Linked DNA regions of Mus musculus: regions 1 and 3 are each linked to region 2. The links are chromatin contacts, called in public Hi-C maps. All regions are on one chromosome and are shown on one strand. Each heading gives the region's core, a stretch centred on a gene start, on an enhancer-like site or on the middle of the called end of the contact. The rest is flanking DNA. Distances are from core to core; before and after follow the strand shown. Region 1 holds the start of Tlx3 (T cell leukemia, homeobox 3). Region 2 overlaps Ranbp17 (RAN binding protein 17). Region 3 overlaps Ranbp17 (RAN binding protein 17).

Evidence for each region. Hi-C and Micro-C count contacts between places; a contact is called where the count stands out from the background.
Region 1: a Hi-C map of cerebellum shows a contact between it and region 2, with 2.9 times the contacts expected there. The contact joins the promoter of Tlx3 here to the enhancer-like site in region 2. A contact is called at or near these places in 3 of 39 promoter capture datasets (embryonic stem cells, frontonasal cranial neural crest and liver), 10 of 484 Hi-C or Micro-C datasets (the AML12 cell line, bone marrow-derived macrophages, brain and 5 more), 9 of 115 datasets of contacts at active chromatin or transcription factors (bone marrow-derived macrophages, craniofacial prominence, embryonic hindbrain and 4 more) and 4 of 9 other capture datasets (adipose tissue, embryonic tail, embryonic trunk and 1 more).
Region 3: a contact with region 2 is called in a Hi-C map of the N1E-115 cell line, with 2.4 times the contacts expected there. The contact joins two enhancer-like sites. A contact is called at or near these places in 1 of 39 promoter capture datasets (hippocampal neurons), 4 of 484 Hi-C or Micro-C datasets (the N1E-115 cell line, bone marrow-derived macrophages and nephron progenitors), 1 of 115 datasets of contacts at active chromatin or transcription factors (embryonic stem cells) and 1 of 9 other capture datasets (embryonic tail).

Annotation. Positions count from the first base shown.
Region 1 is chr11:33,202,180-33,206,401 of GRCm38.p6, forward strand. It overlaps Tlx3 (T cell leukemia, homeobox 3), which reads right to left and starts at 1,409. Exons shown (of 3, transcript NM_019916.2): 1 at 860-1,409; 2 at 250-493. The coding sequence starts at 1,280.
Region 2 is chr11:33,295,737-33,300,241 of GRCm38.p6, forward strand. Ranbp17 (RAN binding protein 17) reads right to left here. Exons shown (of 28, transcript NM_023146.3): 20 at 1,606-1,694. Among named protein-coding and RNA genes, the nearest start is that of Tlx3, 94 kb to the left of the region's middle. Within about 2 kb of position 1,690, at least 6 of the 459 cell types and tissues checked have an H3K27ac peak or open chromatin away from gene starts, as enhancers often do. A contact at or near this core is called in the N1E-115 cell line and cerebellum, where this site is marked.
Region 3 is chr11:33,220,439-33,225,207 of GRCm38.p6, forward strand. All of the region lies in intron 25 of Ranbp17 (RAN binding protein 17), which reads right to left. Among named protein-coding and RNA genes, the nearest start is that of Tlx3, 19 kb to the left of the region's middle. Within about 2 kb of position 1,368, at least 32 of the 459 cell types and tissues checked have an H3K27ac peak or open chromatin away from gene starts, as enhancers often do. A contact at or near this core is called in the N1E-115 cell line, where this site is marked.

The sequences.
Region 1 (4,222 bases), core at 159-2,658, 94 kb before region 2:
AGCAAAGGAGGCGAAACAAAACACTGGCGAGATGGGCCTGAAAATGGAGACGCCGAGGCGTGGGAGAGATGGCGAGAGGGATACAGGTCGGTGGGAAGAAAGGACAACAAATCTGTAAAAGAAGGGCGATGCATGGTCCAGGGGGCGCGGGTAGGAGCTAGCACAGGAGAGGGCGTGATGCTGGACTGCCGCGCAGGGCGGGGCAGGTGCAGGGCAGGTGCGTGGTGGGCCGGGCCGGGCCTCTCTCACCGCCACTTGGTCCTCCGATTTTGGAACCAGGTCTTGACCTGCGCGTCCGTCATTTTGAGGGACTTTGCGAGCGCCGCCCTCTCGGCCGAGGCCAGGTACTTTTGGCGATGGAAGCGCTTTTCCAGCTCACAGATCTGCACCCGGGAAAAGGACGTGCGCGGCTTCTTACGCTTGGGTGGCGTCCGGTTCTGGTAGGGGTGGCCAATGCGCCGGGTCACGGTGAAGGGCGTGAGCGCGGCCGCCGCTGCAGAGACACATGAGGCCCCTTGAAGCCCAGCCCTACCACCGTTCGGGCCACACGTGGAGCCCCGTGGGACACAGTGCTCCGCTATTTCGCTCGTCCCGCGAGTCCCCTCCGCAGCTTCAAGCCAGGCAGGGACGCCCCCCCCCCTTTCCCTGGGACGTTGGTTTCTTTCCCCCCTCCCCCGACCCATAACTCTCCGATTTACCTTCAACCTCCCCCCACCCATAGCCGCCCCGAGCTCTGGGTGCCGAGGCCTCCGCCACGCCTGGGCCTCTGGAATCGATCCTGGGAGTGGGGTGCACAGGGCGCGGCGCCCCTGGCCCCGGGAGAGCCGAGGCCTGGCTCCTGGTGGTTCGCTCTGCTCACCTGTGAAGCGGTCCTTTACAAAGCGGCGACTGCTCTCCATCCAGGGGAAATTGAGGCCGCCTAGGCTGGAGACCGTGGGCACCGAGGGCATAGCGGGCAGCGCGCTAGGCAGAGGCGGCGGCACGGCCCCAGGGAGCGGCCTGTGCGCTGGCACCCGGATCACGCCGGCGGGGGCCAAGCTTAGGTTGACACTGTAAGATCCCGCGTCCTCGAAGGGCGCGCCGAGGCCCGCAAAGGAGGCGGGCAGAGACGGGTACGCGGCGCCCGGACGGCCCCCGGGGGGCCCTCCCAGGTAGCTGGCGCCGTCGGGGCCCCGCGGGGCGGGCGCGCTGTCCTGGTCCGGGCTGTTGAGGATTTGGTCGATGCCGAAGCTGATGGGCTCGTGCGGGTGTGGGGTCTGCGCGCTGGCGGGCGCCTCCATCCTGGGCGGGCGGAAGGGCTGGGCTGGGCTGGGCGGGGAGGCTGCTGGGTCCCCGTTACGGCGCGGCCATGGAGCGCCCGGCGCCTCCAGTCGCACTGAAACTTTGCCAAGAGTGCGCGGGCCCGACAGGCTCTGTGTCATCTTTCTTGAACCGAACCTGGAGTTTCCGCTGCTAATTCCTCTCCCGCCGCAGCCATTGGCTGCGATCAACAAGCCTCTCTTCTCTCATTGGCTCCCGGCTTTCAATAAAGGCCTAATTCATGGAAATAGGAGCTTAGGGACTGTTCCAAGGTGACATCATTTTAACAAACGAACAATAGGTCAAATTTATTAGCCGGGATAATGGGCGGCGGATATTAGCGCCCGAACCGCAGCTTCTCAAACCCGAAATCTAACGAAGCTGCAATTAGCAGACGCTCCCCGCTCCGGGCTCGGCCGTTTCCCGCCGCCGCACCCGCCCGTAGGCGCTGCTGGGGAAATGGCCTTTTGCCGCGGGGGTTTTCGTTGTCTTCTAAATATTTTCATCTGCGTAAACCCCAAACAAAATGAATCTTCAGCCACAGCAGAGATGCAACCCAAGAACGGTCCTACGAAATCTGCGGAAGCCTATCGGGCCGTTCGCCCTCCTTCGGAGCAACGAAAGCGTAGCATTGTGGGGTGCAAGCTCGGCGCTGTCCACCCGTGGAACAAGGGGAGCACCGGAGCGTTCTCCACGCCACCTAGGACACCGACCCGCGTGGGGAGAATTTGTCCTCGCCCGGGCTTCCAACGAGGCGTCGCGGGCACTTTGGAGATGCTTCCTGGTCCCAGCCAGGAGGACTGAGCGGTGACTAGCAGGTGCCCACGCGTACGGGCCCGGTTGGACTAGGGACCCGAGGTCAACTGGTGGGGAACTGGGATTCAGCCCCTTGAAATTCGTTGCGGGATAGTTAGGGCCATGGTCGCTGGTTTGGGACCCCTCCGAGGTGCAGCAGGTTTGGGGACCTCAGTCGTTAGTGGCACATAAGGGGGCGGTTCCCATCTAGAGCAGATGGAGAAATTTCCTTTGGAAATTTGAGCAGCGAGCTCCTACCGGCTGCAGTTCAGTCCAGACGCTGACCACCCTAGGATCTGCTGTCGCCTTCGGGACTGTCCACACTAGCCCGGTAACACCGTGGCCAGCACCACATGGGGAGTGGTCACCTTTCTCTCGGTCTGGGTGAGACCCAGAGTCATTTCTTAGCGGCCGATTGTAAAGTCGTTGGCTGTAAACTCTGAGCGCTACACTCGCGGCAAGGCCTCTTCCTCTGGTTTCCTGACTATGAAAGCCCCAAGCCATGTCTGTGATGTTGGTCAGAAGTTGTGTGTAGGTTTGGGCGGGCCACTTTATAGCTCAGTAAGTTTGAAATTCATTTGAGACTTTAGGTTTTTATTTGTAAAATGGGGCAAAGCGTGCACTGTGTATTCGAGCACTGTGAGAGAGATATTGAGAGTGCTAAGAGCATAGAGCCCTACACTTAGTAGGTACAGCACATCGCTCGGCTCCCTTCCCACCCCCACACCCAGCATATGTTTATGGTAGGTGGTAAGTGTTCATTTTGTTGGTAGTTTTTTATTTGCAGAGGTATCTTGGACAGGTGGATTTCTTCCCCAGTGGGGTCAGAGCACAGGCAGGAGGCAGCAGGGGCTTGATTCCCTAGTCAGTCTCCTTGCTCTCAACAATCAGGATGACTCAGGCTCTAGTGGGCAGTTAGGTCACCTGCCAGTTGTGTGACATTGGGCAGCTTGCTGGCTCTGGCAGAACCACTGTGCTGGGTTGGGACAGGGAGGCCTGGAAATGTTGAGGTTGACAAGTGCAGGATGCCCTGGCCCTGGCCAAGGACCCTTAGATAGGAGAGATACCATTGTGCTGGCTCTGGGCGTGAGGGTCGAGGGTCGGGGAGGCTCTCTCTTCTAAAGCAGGCTGCTGCTGGAGCTCCCGCTTTTGGCTCCCACTGCCCCCCATCCAGTCTCCTTTGCTTTATTTGTAAAACAGAGAGGGTTCTAGCCACCCACTGGGCGGCCATGGGAGCAATAGCGCTTCCAGGGAGACAGGATCCCTGGAAGCGCCCATAAGAAATTTTGCACGGCTCCACACTCTGGATTATATAATAGCACCTTTAAGGACAGAGGTGACTCTCTTGTCCTTGAGAACTCTGTGTGGCGGGGTGGGCACTAAATACCCACTCACCCAGTGAGGACAGGGCTTTCACTGAGGAATTGATGGTCAGACTGGAGGGTGCTTCACATCTACTTTCCTGCCTGCCCAGAGCCTTGGGTTCCAGGCCTGGACACTTCCAGGAGCTGGAAAACCGCCGAACAGACTGTAGCACAAGGGTCCAATGGTATGAGATGACCAGGACATGGGGGGCATGGCCAGTAGTGCCTCTGGGGTATGTGTAGAAACATCTCATTTTACTGTGTTGAGCATCCTTGTGCCTCAGTTTGTGTGTACCAGAGAAACAGTACCAAGCTCACTGTCTGGAGCAGGTCCAGTGGGAAGCACTGGTCTGGGGCCCAGCACAGTGAGGACTTTCTCTGCCTCACCACTCAGAAGCTCCAGGTCCATTCTTTCTTGGACAAAGGAGGGTATTTAGGCAGCCCCCGGGAAAGGAGGAAGGGAAGCAAATTGGTAGATGGGGGTGTGGGGAGAGGTCATTGTCTAGGTCAGTGGAGCGGAGGGTGTCTTTGGATCAGCAAAGTCAGCAGCACTTGGCACTTGTTGTTTTTCTAAGGCCATTTCTTGGCATTCTCGATCCTGGGGTCGGGAACTCTGGGTGGGGTTGAGCAGCCGGCTAACAAGCCACCTAGTGAGTCTGGTGCCTTTCAAGTTTAGAAACCAGTGGGCAGACTCCTGTCTATGTCTTAGCTTTCAGATGTACTAGGAAATAAACACATGTGGATTGGTTGTTGGCGCTGACATT
Region 2 (4,505 bases), core at 440-2,939:
CTCCTAACTGCTGGACAGGCTACCTTTAAGAGACTGGTCTCATGTAAATTGTACCAAAAGTGGGTTCTTATGATTTTCCAAATAAATGAAAGTTTTGCCTTTGGAACTGGGTGTTTAGAGAAATAAAATGGTCATTGTGGATGAATTTAAGATTATGATTAAATTTATAATCTTTAAACTCACACATACACACACACATATATGGTATATAGTTGATTCTTCAAGACCATGAAAAAAAAACCTTAATTGTTTGATCTTTAAGAAAATAAATATGAGGAAGTGGGTTTCCATACCAACTAAAAATCATAAGCCAGTACTCTAAATAGTAGCATTTAAAAATTTCATAATGTGTAGCATTCTCTCTAAAACATGCTCAGCTCTTATGTTTTGGGGCATAGCTTTGGTAGTCACTAACCACTGCTTCTAAGAAGTTTCCTTTACAACATATAAAGTTTGGATAAAAAAAGCTTAAATAAAACAAGAATACCACTTAAATATAAATTAAGTTGGGCATGGGCATGGTAATTCCAATACTTAGGTGGCTAAGGCAAGAGGACCAGGAGATTAGCTTTATTCTTGGCTCTGTCAAGTCTGAGGCAAAACTGGGCAAATGAGATACTGTTTTAAGAAAGAAAGCCATAAAACAAGTAATTTTGCTTTAAAGTAGATTTTCTTTTATATTTTTTTATTAGGTATTTTCCTCATTTACATTAAAGTAGAATTTTCTTATAGGCTGCTGGTTTTAAATATAAAGAACATGACGCTACCACACTTCAATGACTTGTATAAACAGTCATCTCTTGTTAGGATTAAAGATGACTCATAGAGTACTCTTAACATGTTAATAAATGTTTATTGGTCACTGGGTAAGTGTCAGACACCAGACAGAGTGTGTTACTTATCTTAGAGGTCACAGTAAGCTAGGGTACTGGATTGTCTCCTTTGCTGGATGATGACATCAAGTGTCCAAGAAATAGAATGATTGGCTGAGGTTTACACTGTAATTGAAGTGCTGTGATTTCAAACCTATTCTGTCTCTTTTTATTCTTATGTGACAAGACATTTCTGTATAGGGATTTGTCCTCCTGTCTACACTAGTCTACACTACAGTTTAGTAACAGCAAACTCAAATTTTATAGCAAATGACAACTCTCCTCCCCCCTTCATGATCACTAATATCTTCATCATGATGACTCAACTGTACCACTGTGAGTAAAATCTCAAGGATAAACTAACCCTGCTAATCGAGATGGAACAGAGACTTCGAGTTTCCTTAGAAAATATCACAATGTACAAATCACTGACCCCAAGTACAAATATTAGCTACTTGATGCCTGTAACATAAACAACCATTTGGGGAAGTGATCTTCAAGTTGTCAATATTTAATGGTATCTATCAAGAAAGTGACCTCTGTGAGCCGGGTCTCAAATGCTGCGCTCAGTTATCTGCACTGCTGCCACTGTGCTGTAATTTTTAGCTGATTACACATTAGTTCATTTAGCTTTGTTTCCTCTTCCCTACTGCGCCACACTATTAAACGAAAGAGAGGGGCCTGGCATCCCTCTGTGCACAGAGCTGGTATTGTCACAGTGTAATAAGGATACATCCAGTCAAACAGCATGGTGTAGCTGGTCTTTGTGTTCAGTGCAAAGGCAATCCCTCGAAGATCTCTTGCCAGCCCGATCAACATACGCTGTCAGTGGGAAAGAGACACAGTAATTGATTTTCACGTTAGTGCAGAGCAGATGGAGTAATAATCAGGCAATAATGACCACATATCTGATTCTGATTCATTAGCTAAAATGTCTCGCTTAGATCCCTTTCCATAGAAAACCATAGGCTCTTTAATAAACAGACCATCAATCTGCTGAGCAACTCCACTTTGCTTCTTATAAACTGAGCTGAATCTTAATTCCAGGAGTATAACACATTGAGACTCTTTTTGTAACCGAATACTGACAAATTAGAAAAAAAAAAGAGCAGGATTCATAATTTCACAAGATATGTAATCTAGATATTATTTAATAGCAAATCTCAACTGACTGACTTGACTCAAATCAACTCCACTATATAGTTTAGTCTGCACTGGCATTTAAAGATCTCCCCCAAAAAGTTGCATTAACTCAGGATAAGATAAAACTGTCCAGGTGACCTACAGGATTATGATATAACCAGAACAGCAGCCATACTGTTCAAGTCAGGAAACAATGTAAGGAAAAAAAGTTCTGTATTCAATGTCATAAGACTCTGGAATTGAACTCTAGCTTTGTTTAATTCTTAAAGACAAGGCAATTAATCAGTCTTAATGTCCAAATCTATCACAGGGGCTACCTATAATTATGTCCATTCTACAAATCTATTGTGAGGGATATATTTGTTTGCAAAAATGCATAGCACTATCCTGACAACTAGTAATCGTGGTTCATAAATGGTTTTAGAAGGGAACGCGAAACAAACCCCCTTGACATGAATAAAGGAGATCTGACTCATACTCTGGACTCTTAATTAAGCTGTCCTTAGGATGATGCTTGGGAAGAGAAAAAGAAAACCCATGAACAGATGCTAGAATGTCATAGCAAAGAGCACAAATAAACATAATTGCCCAACAAGGAGGTGTGATATTTGAGATATGCAACTGTGATTTCTGAATATACTGTTTCAGGAGAAGTGTTAAGCCAAAAAATGGTCTCGGGACCGTTTCAGATTGATTTTGGTAATAAATGAAAACCTGTTTAGTAAAAAGCCTAAGTTATCAAGTAGGCAATGAATTCTGACCATCTTTATTACGATGAACATTTCTAAGTAATAAATCATAATTTTCAGTCAGACACACTGCCCCTCCTATTTATATGGTGATTCAATGTACCTGATGTTGTCTATGGAACTACTCAATTTCTACTTTTAACTGATTGGACAGAATGACAGAAACCCAAGGTTTTGAATATAAAAACTCCTAATTTCATTTTTGCTGTTTAAAATGACTCACGTAGCTTCCACTTATTATACAGTTTTTTTTTTTTTCCTCACCAACTCGTCTTCTTTCTCAGCTTCCTTTCTTCCTGCAGCCTCTAAAACAATCTATTCTCTGAACACTTGGATTCTGATTGCTGTCTAGGCTGTAAGATGGCTTCTACTTGGCTTTGCCATCTATTGAAGTGCTTTTAAAAATTTTTATTATGTACACTTACACAGGCTACTCTTCAAGTGATTTTAATCTCCATATACATATGAAAGACCCACTATTCAATTCTAAATTAGTCAATAAAAACCATGAATTTTACTTCTTGCCTTATATAAAGGGCTTTTAATAAAATGTCATTACACAAAAGGTTAATTTTTATTTGATCAGAATTTTTCTTCCTTAAAGGTACTAACTTGATACAAACTCTCCAAATAAGCACATCTATTGTCTTTTTAATACAGTAAAATGTGGCCATAAAATTATACTAATGTTTTACTTTTGGAAACTGTTACTTCAGAGCAAAGAAAGTATATAGTAAGCATAAGTTTAGATTCACTCAAGCAATAAAGTGTAATGTTAATGGAAGAGATTCATTACATTCAAAAAATAGCGTTCCTCTCAGCACAGCACAGAATCTACACAGATACATAAAAGCTACAGGAGAATTTCCTCAATACTCAGCTCTCGGACGAGACAGACAGCCGGAACCAGGAGCTCACACGAGCTAGCAAATAACCCGGGATTTTAGGGTAGACAGATCTAGAAGGTGATGGCTCCAATAAATACCGGAGGTGCATTGGACAAGTGGGGTAAGTCTAGTGATCTAGTCCTATGGATTCGTTTTTGGAGAGTTCAAGAAGAAACTGCTGAGAGCTTCAGTCGGCAGCATGGTGAACAGTTGTCTGTGTGCCAAGTGTGAGACGAATGGGCTGGGAAACGGCTGAAGCGCAGCTCCTTCCACCCTGACCCCCAAACAGGGTTTCTAATGGGAAGGCTGACAGACCCTTTACTGTAGTGGCACTACTGGGGCAGCTATAATATTATCCTCATAATTCTACTATATAATAACAACAAAGAAAAAGAAGGTGAAGGGTCATTGTGCTTTGTCTTTAGAATTAAGATGGCTGTCTTCATCCTTACAGCATACTCTTAATTCTGGAGACACATCTTAATAACCTCTAAATAGTTCCAACAAAAGAGCCGTGTCAGAGGAATGAGCAGGCCCCAAGGTGTTTCAACTGGAGTGTTTTCATCTGCCTTTATTGCTCTATCCCTCTCCAGAATTAAGGCAATAACCTGTGATAAATTATTCAGGAACTGCTACAGGGATCAAAGCAAAATCATTCTGTTAAAGTGCTGTTTGCAACATTTGGCACTTAGTGCGAAAACTTTTAATGTGCGCATGCTGAAAATCAAGGATTTTAAATAATTTAACATCGAGGAGTTTTTACGAAGGGACTAAAGATAGCAGGTTCTATTTAACTGCTCCTCTTCCTCCGAGAAGTTTTCATTCATTTTCCTTAAAACCCGTGACGTCATGGC
Region 3 (4,769 bases), core at 118-2,617, 76 kb before region 2:
TGCTTTACTTTGAATGCTTTTAGCATCCTCCCTTTTTTGCACAAGTATGAATGTGTACCGTGCATGTGTTTGTTGTATGTAAGGGTGAGGTTGGGTGTCTCCCTCAAATGTTCTCAAATGTACTTACTGAGGTACTAAGTTAGTTATTGCTGAACCCACAGCGTGAGGATAATGTCCGTCCATCCATCCGTCCGTCTGTCCGTCCAGCCAGCCAGCCAGCCAGCCAGCTTGCCGGCCTCTGGAGCACTGGACTCACAGGCGGACACAGCACTCGCACAGCACTCGTGCACTGGGTAGGCGCTGCTAGGGATCTGCTCCTCCATTTGCACAAGTGCTTGCTTACCTCCAGAGCCATCTCCCTGCCCCTGGCAAAAAGTTTTGGTAATCTAATTTATTCTGTGATCTTTGGCAAGTAACTGAACGGCGCTTGCGATGTCTCTTTTTATTAACTCTGAAGAGGGAAGGAAATAATCCAGCTCAAGGAAGCTGAGCATGAAATGAGACGGCACTGGGAAAGCGCTGCTGAGTCTGCATCCTGCAGACTCTGAGGGCGTAGCGACACCAGCAGTGTGCATCTCTGTAGTTCCACAGCTGCCATTCTGTCACCACCTCAGTGATGAGGCTGGTTACAGATGGAATCTGCCAGCCTATACACAACACAGACTGCATGTCCAGTCTCTCTGGAGAGGCTGAAACTCCATGCCTGACATGCTCAACATTCATGTAGATCACATGTTCCCATGAACAGTACAGTGAGCCAGCCAAAGTCATAGAGCACAAATTAAATTGACAAGCAAAACTAACAGATCCACAGAGACAGTCTAAAATATTATGGGTTTCACAAGCTGAAGCAGAATGGATATTTTAATGGAGAAGATTAAAGTCAGAGGCACCAAATTCTTCCAGTAACTGACAAAGCATCCTGGAGTGATGCGCCAATTACTTTATACGGTCCTCTCGTGTATTCATTTGTCTGAATGCATGTATTTATGTCTGTAATAAGAAAGGGGATGTTTGAATAAAATACTTTTCTAAAAATAAAGTTGGCAAAAATGGATGATTTTTTTTCCTTTTTTACTTTTCTGGAAATATGTAAAGTACCGAGTAATCTTCTTAAATGGCATTGATGTGGCAGCCAATTTCCAGAATTATTTTTTCTAATAATCCTAGAGTAGTGTTAAAACAGCCCAAACAGTGGTGTAAATTCCTCTGGACTCTGAGGCCTCCCCCCGCCCCTCCTCCCCGCCCACACACACACACACACACACACACACACACACACACAGAGGAAGAAGGCTGGGTGCACAGCTAAAGCACAGTCCTTTTTCCCTGCAGGCAGTGTGACGTTTAGGGCGTGGTCTCTGAGGTCAAGGACACTGAAAGGAGCCATCTTGGCTCTGATCACATTCTATCACCAGAGACCATGCAGCCTATGGCCATGAGGGCCCATGCAGCACAGTACTCTATGCAGCAGTGGCTAGAGAGCCGGTATCTAGTTCTCCACTGTCTTCTCACTCCCAACACAGCTGCAGGGTGGGTGGGAGGCCGCTCTCAATTTGCTTTGGCTACGCTGCCAAATACGCCTATACTCCAAACCATATGCTTTACCCACTGTAATGTAAGTGGCTGTTTTGCCAAAGCAGGGATGGGGTTATGTAGCAATGGGGCTGCCTCCTCAGGAAAATCATACTCTACACTACTTCACTTGATCCTCATCCCTCCCACTCCTTCCTTCCAGAGTTTGGCTGGAGTTTTGTTCAATGAGGAGGCAGCAACAGGCGTTAGACTGAGAACTGAGCCAAGTCTGACCCTGCTCATTCTCCCACGGCGTTTGCCTTTCTGTCCTGACAGGAAGCAGGGACTGTGGCAGCTGGGGTCAAAGGGATGCTTTGAGGAGGAACTTCCTCTGCACAAACAAAACATCTATCCTGTCCTTGCCACACAGTATGCCTTACACACAATGTTGCTATTCTGTAACCTTAGCTTCTGCTGGCCTAAGCCAATGAAATTTCATGGCACAGGGAAGAATACCAACTCACACCTAGGTTAGACAGGTAAACGAGATGACTATATTCTCCTCAAAGTTGTCTAACGTCATGTGGAGTTGTAGTCCCAGAAATCAGCTTAGCAGGAGGCAGCCCAGAAAGCATGGGTTTAAGTGATAGTGTGACAGTGCAACCATGCAAGCAAACACATCTAAGCACAAAAACCACCCAGAAGTGTGACCTAGAAGGAGAAAGTGACAGTGTGTGACTTCTGATCATGCTTTTGACAAAGGTGTGAGATACAAGTGCAGAGCAGAGCAGACCCCACCTGAAGCCCTGGGCCACATAGAGCAGTTACTAGGACACCCTCATGTCACATGTGCCTGCTCTGCAGTTTGCGGAAGTAAAATAAGCCAAGTCCTAGCTTACATTGGGCACTTTCCTGCTAAGGCAGCGAGCACTTTAAGATGGAGAGCACTATGCAGAAAACTGAGCTGTGGTTTAATCTATGGCCCACACACAGAATGCTTCAATGTCTTAACATAGACCTGTTACTTCAAAGGACCTTGTTTTTGAATTCAGACCAAGCTCTCTAAGCCAGGAGATTCGAGGAAGGCCCATGGCTGGGGTTTTCAGGTTACCAGGCCACAGTCTGAGGCACCACCATCATCTAGCAAAGCCAGGCCAAAGAGGAATAAGCCAGAGAGAAAGAGCAGCCCTACCTAACAGCAGGTGGGGCCTGATGAGTTTTCTCACCACCTAACAAACCCAGCATTTATGGAGTCTACTGTCCATGCTGTCTCCATTCTCAGGTAAACCTTTGGAGAGCATTAGCTATCACAAAAAGGGCCTGGACACCCTTGGTTAAGGTGCTGCTAGGATGTAACAGTCAAATGCAAAAGTCTGGGAGAATTCATTCTGCCAGCCTATGGCCACGAGGGCCCAGGCTGTTCTGAGTGAGGCTCAGAGCCTCTGGCCCTACTGCAGGCCTCTAGGGGCCTGGGCATGGCACCTATCTGCTCTAGCAGCTTCTGAAAAGTTTTCAGCAAGCCTTTCTGCTTCCCACCCGAAACGTTTACAAGTTTAGTTACTATACTGACAGACTCGGAAAGTGAACAACAGTAAACGTAAGAATGTCTTTGGAACTTGATCCACTGAACATTTCATGGGAAATAATGATTTTCCTCCCACTGAGAGTACAATTTAAATTAACACCATAGGAATTAGTAAATTAGGCTAATTTTCTCCAGGATATAACGCTTCCTATAAAGTAGATATTTCTATGGCTAGCACCTGACCATGCTTAATACTATAACTAGCACACATTCTAGTAATAAATGGACCCCCTAAACAAAAGCAACCCCCCAAAGTAAAACTAAGGTTCCCACCCTGGCCCATTCAGTGTCCCATGGATATAGGGGCCGTGGAGGACGAGTGCTGGCCATGCAGGGTGAGGTCCACTTAGGAACTCTGCTGTCCCCAGCCCCTGCTAGTGCTCATGATCCCTCCTAATGCTGCACTTCTGCGTCTGCTTGTGAGGCAAGTGAAAAATGGGCCTTGACTTTTGGTTAACACAGAGGAGAACTAGCAAAGCCAGGCCGAAGAAGAAGAGTGAGAGACAGAGACAAAGCAGCCCTATGCCTTAGCCCTGAGGGCTGAGGGGAAACCAGGAAGGACAAGCAAGGGGACCCAGTGAGGGACACAGTCTGTGTGCTAATGCCTGGAGGACACAGAGTCATCCTCACCCCAGCCAAGCTTCAGTGTCCTGACTGTGCCGTACTCTGGTGACGTTCTGAGGAACAGCTAATAATAAACGCATCCAAGTCTTAAGAGCTACCCTGTGTCTAGGGAATGCACCAGCCTTTCAGAAGGCCAGGAAGAGATGAGAGGAAGGCTGACCTTACCAATAACAACGTAACAAACAAAACAAACCAAAGCACCCCACCCCACACAATTGCCTGAGCAATGCAGCAGGATTTGAAAGCCTAAGGGAAATCTCTCTACCTCCATGGTGCTTTCTCCAGAGTCTACCCTAGATAGAGGTTCGGGCCCAGGGAGTCAGAATACAGCTGAAGGAGGAAATGCTTCCAGGTTTGCAGTGCACCCAAGGCAGGGACTGGCTGTCATCACTGAGTGCTGTCCCTCAGGCCACACGCACAGAGATATTGAAATGTGATCCTGCTCCAATTAGATACTAGCCGTCTTTAGGGGAGGAGAGTCAACTGCTCCCTTCATCTGCCATCTTCCTTTGTGATATTAGTAGATGGTGTGAGAAATGAACACAGTGGGTAAATAAGCACATATTTTGTTAAATTCCTCTGCCTCTCCAGATGAACCGAGAACTACCATCTACATTACATTAAATTTAAAATACCTGGCTATATCAAGCCATCCCGATGTGCTGGCATTGAAGTATTTAGCGTTTAAAATGCAAACCAATGGGATGAAACGTAAGATGAGCCTCCTCCTCTGAAGAAGCCTGCAGTCAGTGATGGGTGGCCTGTCTCTCCTGAGGTCACCTGGTGAGGTCACCTGCTCGGCCTTTACACAGTGCCAGCCTTGCTTTAAAACTTGTAGGGGGTGCTTTAAAGGCACCCCAGGTCCAGTAAGCTCAGCCAGCTCTGGTCACAAATGGACCTGCGTTATTTGGAAACTCAGTATCCTTGGCTCCTCTCACAGAAAGTTAAGGGATGCTCGTGCTCTAAGTGATGAATTGTCCCGAACATTTAAAACCCTTGCAGTGAATGTAGTATCTAAGGAAAACACAACCTAGCTTCACTGTTC